2 separate regions of the Sus scrofa genome follow, and region 2 is linked to region 1. Evidence: chromatin contacts called from public Hi-C data. All regions are on one chromosome and are shown on one strand. Each heading gives the region's core, a stretch centred on a gene start, on an enhancer-like site or on the middle of the called end of the contact. The rest is flanking DNA. Distances are from core to core; before and after follow the strand shown. Region 1 overlaps NUP133 (nuclear pore complex protein Nup133). Region 2 has its middle 7.0 kb from the start of RHOU.

Region 1 (3,037 bases), core at 523-3,022:
GGCTGCTGTAACAAATTGCCACCAGCCAGGTGGCTTAAAACAGTAGAGGTTTGTTCCCTAGCAGTCCTGGAGCCCAGACCTCCAGAGTGAACGAGCCAGCAGGGCCCTGCCCTTCTGAAGGCTCTCGGGAAGGAGCTTGGCTGTCCCTGTCCTGTTTCCTAGCGGTTCCGGGTAGTCGGCTCCCCTTGGCGTGTGTAAGTGTCCCTCAGTTGTCTCCATTGTCACCTGGCATTCTTCCCTGTATGTCTGTCTTCACATGTCCTTCAGAGAGTGACATCAGTCACTGGATTTAAGGCCCACCCTAATCCAATAAGACCTCATCATAATTGACCATATCTTCAAATACCTTCTTTCCAAATAAGGTCACATTCTGAGATTCTGTGTGGCATGGATTTGTCACTTCTAAATGTTTCACTGGGAAAGATGACTAAGTATGAAAGGAGATCCCTGAGCTTAAGTGCCAAGAGCACAGTCACCTTTGGAACAGTGTCATTGGGCCTCTAACACAACTGAGCCTTCTGCTTAACCTGTTTAGCAGGGTTGAAGTACTTCAAGGTTAACAAGTAATCGTTTCCGGGTGGTGTCAGCCAATGGTCTTAATGACTTTTAGACTCTGCACAAATGGAATTATAGTACCTCTAAAGCAGCATTTCTCCACCTTGTCACTGTTGACCTATGGGGCCAGGTAATTTTTGTCATGGGGCTGTCACCAGACTTGTAGTGTTTAGCAGCAAACCTGGCCTCTTCCCACTTGATGCCATTAGTGTCATTCTCCCTAGCCTGTGACAACCAGAATTCTTTTCAAGGGGTCCAAATTGGTAGGTGGAACACTAAACTTATCTGTCTAGTTTTCTGCTAAGGTGATGTGACTTTCTTTATGGGATGGTCTCTTTGAAATTAATTTTTGTATATTTTGATTTTTCTGTACGTAATATAAATATAAAACCTTTTGTTCATGAGAGTTTTAAGAAACTTAGTCTTTTGGTTAAAATAGTTCCTGATTGATTGATCTTGCTTTGTCCACTTGGCCTGTAACCTATACCATATTTAGGTGTTTAGCTTCAGCCTTGCCTTTAACTGTGTTAAAAGCAGTGTTTTTGTGTCCCTGTGGTAGCACTGTCTCCTGTTCTTCCAAGAAACCTTTTCAGCCCTTTCTCACCTCCTTCCCCTTCCCCTCTTTCTGCTCCTTTCCCAGCCTGAGCAGATGACTCAGCTTGTTCCAGAGATAATGGAAGCCATCCTTGTGCTTTCCACCTACAAACTTCCCTGCCTCCCAGCTCCTTTCCCTCTTGCCCTCCCTCTTTTTGTCTTAGTTCTGAATGTTCCTGTCCTTTTCTATATCCTTGATCTTTCTTGTGCTGGCTTCTTCTTGCCAAGACTTCCCTCCCGTGTCTCTTTCTCACACCTGTCTCCTGGTCCCCTTCCTGCCATGGCTGTGCTGGTGGAGACTCCTGTTCTTCCTTGCCTGGATCTCTGCAGTCACTTCCTAGCTGGAATTTTCTTTCTCTTGTCTCTTCCTCTAGCCCCAGAGCATATTTGAAATGGTCTTTTAAAGATAGAATAGATCATGACGCTGCCTTCTCAGTCAGTTTCTTTCCACTGTCCTTATGACTAAGCTCACACGCTGTCCCATGGTTTATGAGTCTTCTAGTTGGTGTTGTTTCTAGGAGGTCTGCCCTGGGCCTGTCGTCCCACCCCTCCTGGGTAGTCTCCTTTCCTGGGGCTTCCATTCTCCTGAGTTGCAGGTGTGTTTGCTCAGAAGCATGACATGTTCTCTTTGCCACCACGCACCCCTCCTGTGGTCATCCCAGCCTCCCTGCACTTCTTCCTCCAGGACGTGTCCCCTGCCCCTCTGGTGCTTTTGGTCTCCCATCTGTGTGCCCTGTGGCCTCTGCTATTCCCTCTCCTGGTGCGAATGTAGCCACTTGTTTAAGTGTCTGGCTCTTGTGCCACTGTATACTTGGTGATGTCTTGGGACTGTTTCCTAATGTTTTGCTTATTGTTCTGTCTCCAGTGCCTCCATATTGTAAGTGTTCAACATATATCTGTTGAGTTAATTAATGTATAATGGTTCTCTTCCTTTTTTTTAATTTTTCATTTTATTTATTTATTTACTTATTTATTTTGCTTTTTAGAGCCCCACCTGTGGCATATGAAAGTTCCCAGGCTAAGGGTCCAGTCAGAGCTGCAGCTGCTGCCCTACACCAGAGCCAGCAACACAGGACCTAGCCACATCTGTGACCTACACCACAGCTCATGGCAATACTGGATCCTTAACCCACTGAGTGAGACCAGGGATCGAACCCACATCCTAATAGGTACCAATTGGGTTCATAACCTACTGAGCCACAGCAGGAACTCCCTGGTTGTCTCCCTTTTAAGTAAATGTTACAATAAAAGTAATAACTTTGGGATAACATATGGGATTTTTAATTTCACAATTAACTTTCTCATGTTTAGTACTTTCACTTTTAATACTTTTGTTTTCCAATTTTATTTCAGAAAAGATTTAGGTCATGCTCAAATGATAGTTGATGAGCTGTTTTCCTCTCACTCTGATTTGGACTCTGACCATGAACTAGACAGAGCTGTTACCCAGATCAGTGTGGACCTGGTGGACGATTACCCAGCTTCTGACCCACGCTGGGCAGAGTCTGTTCCCGAGGGTAAGAACATCCTAGTGTGAATGTTATGGAGTGAGTTGTTTTGAGAAGAATATTCTGGTTCTTTTGTTAAAGCATTTCTCGATGTATACTTCTTATTTTCTGAAACAATTTAGTATGAATTTTCAGTATTTTTTTAAAAGGTTGTAACTTTCCTCATAGTAGATTTGAAAAGGGCTCAGAACAGAATAGCAACTGAGCAGCAGAAACAAATCCGACTAGAAACCATTAGGTTGCGGGTTCAATCCCTGGCCTTGCTCAGTGGGTTAAGGACCCGGTGTTGCCATGAGCTGTGGCGTAGATCACAGATGTGGCTCGGATCCTGCGTTGCTGTGGCTGTGGTGTAAGCCGGCAGCTGTAGCTCTGATTAGACC
Region 2 (2,937 bases), core at 431-2,930, 310 kb after region 1:
CCCCTGGGGTTCCTACACCCACGCAGATCTGTGACTGACCCTGAAGCCCTGGCCTCCCAAGCATGGCGGAAGACCAGATTTCAGACATTTGGCCTGAGGTCTTCTGGACTATTCCTCTCTAGCAATATAGACTGAGCCTGGTAGCTATTGGGGTCACTTCTGTAAAGTTTGAACTCTGTCCTTTGAGACTTGAGCGCACAGAGTGAATTCCAGGCTCATACTCCAAGGGTGCGCCTTCAAATTCATTAATTTGAAATAACCCAGAAGATGAAAATGAACAGCAGGAAGAGTTTTGGTGTGCTAAAAATATTAGTTTACTTTTCCTCGAATCCCTGTAACAATAGTCCTGAGATTGAAATATAAAAACAAATAAAAATTTTAAAAAGGCAGAGAGACTGGCAGACAAGAAATGACTCAAGGACAACTGATCAGTGTGGGAGACACTGCTCTGTCCCGGGAGGAAGTTGAAGCTGATGGTTTGATCAGACTCACTTCAGTCCTTGTCTGTTGCATGCCTCTGGGTATCAAGGGGTGTATTTAGTGCCTAGAAGGATGAGATGCACATAACATCTCATCACACATATTTAATGTAAGTTCACCCTGTCCTTGTCACGGGGGAGAACTCCAAAAACAACCCCCACCAGGTGTAGAGTAATTCAGAGGGCACTTGCTCAAGTCGCCATGGGTTTGCCCTCCTTTGTCAGACAGGAGGACCTTTCCCTCTACACTGGGGAAATTGTGTGGAAGGAATGCCATATGTGTGCCCACTCAGCAAATATTTATTAAGCACCCACTGCTTTGAGGTCTGTAGTGGCTGGGCCCTGTTGATGACCACAGTGGATGCTAACCACTCCTCCGTGAAGCGGACATTTGTGGGGGAGACAGACTGTGACCAGGATGAGCAAATGTGTACTTGTCAGAAGGGGCAAAGCTCCACAGAGGAAGAGAAGCAGGACAGAGCACAGAACACTAACTGTGCTCTAATAGGTGGGCAGCGAAGGTCTCTTATGGTTACACTTGAAGGCCTGAGGGGCCTGAGTGTCCTGGGCGTCTGGGAAGGAGCCTTCCAGGCCAGGGAATAGCAAGAGCAGAATCCCTGCTGCAGGGACTATTTGTGCAGATCAGGGAAGCACCGAGGAGCCTTGGGAGAAGTTAGTGGGGGGTGGGAGGGGTGGGGGGTGGTGAGGTCATAAAAGAAATGAAACAAAAGACCTGAGTGTAGGCTCCTGGGTAAGCTGGAGCGGCTGGCACTGGTTGGGCAGTAGCACCGTCTCAGGCTCCCAGGATCCCTCGGGCTGCTGAGGAAAAGCACCTACTGGGGAGAAGATGTCCCAGAGGCCAGTTAGAGATGAAGGTCTGAGCAGGGGGGTGGGGACTTGGCCAGATGTAGGGCTGGGAAGAAGCTGGGTTTTGGCCATGCCTTGAGGCTAGAGACAGCACATGCCCCCAGGCACCTTGGGTCCTGGGTTTGAGGGCACATGGAAGGCAAGTTAAGTCCAGGGATGTTGGTCTGGCAAACCCAAGTTGTCATGGGCTGGGATGAGGAAAATTCCAGCAGTTTTCGGAACTGGAAGAAAGATTGGGAATTCTGTTTACTCGTATGAAGTCCGAGTTGCCTCTGAGAGGTCAAGTGGACAGTTGAATATATATCTACAATTCAGAGAGAGAGGCTGGCCAGGGTGGAGACGGCATCTCCTTGGCACGTGGTGAAGGGTGAGTGGGTGTGAGCTCACTTATGACTGCAGACCCAGAAGGGAGAGGCCAAGGCTGAACTCTGGGATTCCAATGTCACATTAAAAGGACAGACATTAAAAATCTAGAAATAGTGGGAGCTCCCTGGCAGTCTAGTGGTTAGGCCTCTGTGCTTTTACCACTGCAGCCTGTGTTCAATCCCTGGTCTGAGGACTGAGATCCTACATCAAACCACTGCATGCTGTGGCCAAAACAAAGAGCTGGAAATATTAAGTAGGGCCAGATAACAGAAGCTAGGAAGGGACAAGTGAGTAAGTGCCTGCCAAGTGCACTGCCTGAGTGAGTAAGGGCTTGTCTACACAGCCACCTGGCCACTGGCTGCACACGGAGCCACTAGGCCCCTTTGGGATTGGAAACAACCCTCGATGCCTTTGTTGATCAGGTGGCTGAGAATAAACCTGATGGGCCCTATGTGCAAACTGGCTGCTTCATTGATTTCTGGTGCCAGGTTGAATTTCAGTGAAGGAGGGGATGACTGAGATTGGAACAAAAGAAGTCTGGGACGGTGGGGGTGTGTCCTTAGTGTGGAGCCCTGAACCCAACAGGCCGGTTTTCTCTGTGCTGTGCACCCTCGGGATCTGGACATTGAGCCGGTCGGTCGAGTCAGTAAACAAACTTGCCCGGAGTTTGTTTTGCTGGATGGAGCCCATGTGTGCTCGAAGCTCACCTGATCTGAAGGGAGAGCCACAGGGCTTTTTAGGCTCTGCTTTGACTCATACTGAAACTCCTGCCATCCATTTCCTTTTTAAAAGTATGGAAACATCTTGTTTATGTCTTGGGAAGAAAAATGTTCTCAGGGATCCTCTGGATTTTAAGAAGCTCTTGGTGTGACCATTTTGAAAAACAAAGTGACAGTTGAATTCTCAAAGCCCACAGTGGGAGTCTAGCCAGACAAGACACACGGATCCCGTGGTCTACTCTGCAAACCTGAGGACCGTGAACAGGGCTGGGAAGAGGACCTGGGGGAGGGGTATAAAGTGATTTCCTTGGAGGAAAGGTATGATTTCCCCACAGCATATTCTGTTGGGGGTGGGGGTGAGGAGATGGCTTTCTGGCCAGTTGGGCCCACATCTGAGCCCGAGAGGGCCACACACCTGTGCATCCCTTAGTCTGCTGGGGTTGCTATGACAAAGTACCACAGGCTGGGGGCTTCAACAGCAGCAGTTTATTTCTCACAGTCTAGAG

Evidence for each region. Hi-C and Micro-C count contacts between places; a contact is called where the count stands out from the background.
Region 2: a Hi-C map of omental adipose tissue shows a contact between it and region 1, with 2.0 times the contacts expected there. The contact joins two enhancer-like sites. A contact is called at or near these places in 3 of 47 Hi-C or Micro-C datasets (embryonic fibroblasts and omental adipose tissue).

What each region holds. Positions count from the first base shown.
Region 1 is chr14:60,374,884-60,377,920 of Sscrofa11.1, forward strand. It overlaps NUP133 (nuclear pore complex protein Nup133), which reads left to right. Exons shown (of 26, transcript XM_001928164.7): 13 at 2,503-2,666. Among named protein-coding and RNA genes, the nearest start is that of NUP133, 23 kb to the left of the region's middle. Within about 2 kb of position 1,773, at least 6 of the 83 cell types and tissues checked have an H3K27ac peak or open chromatin away from gene starts, as enhancers often do. A contact at or near this core is called in omental adipose tissue, where this site is marked.
Region 2 is chr14:60,683,146-60,686,082 of Sscrofa11.1, forward strand. No RefSeq gene overlaps it. Among named protein-coding and RNA genes, the nearest start is that of RHOU, 7.0 kb to the left of the region's middle. Within about 2 kb of position 1,681, at least 7 of the 83 cell types and tissues checked have an H3K27ac peak or open chromatin away from gene starts, as enhancers often do. A contact at or near this core is called in omental adipose tissue, where this site is marked.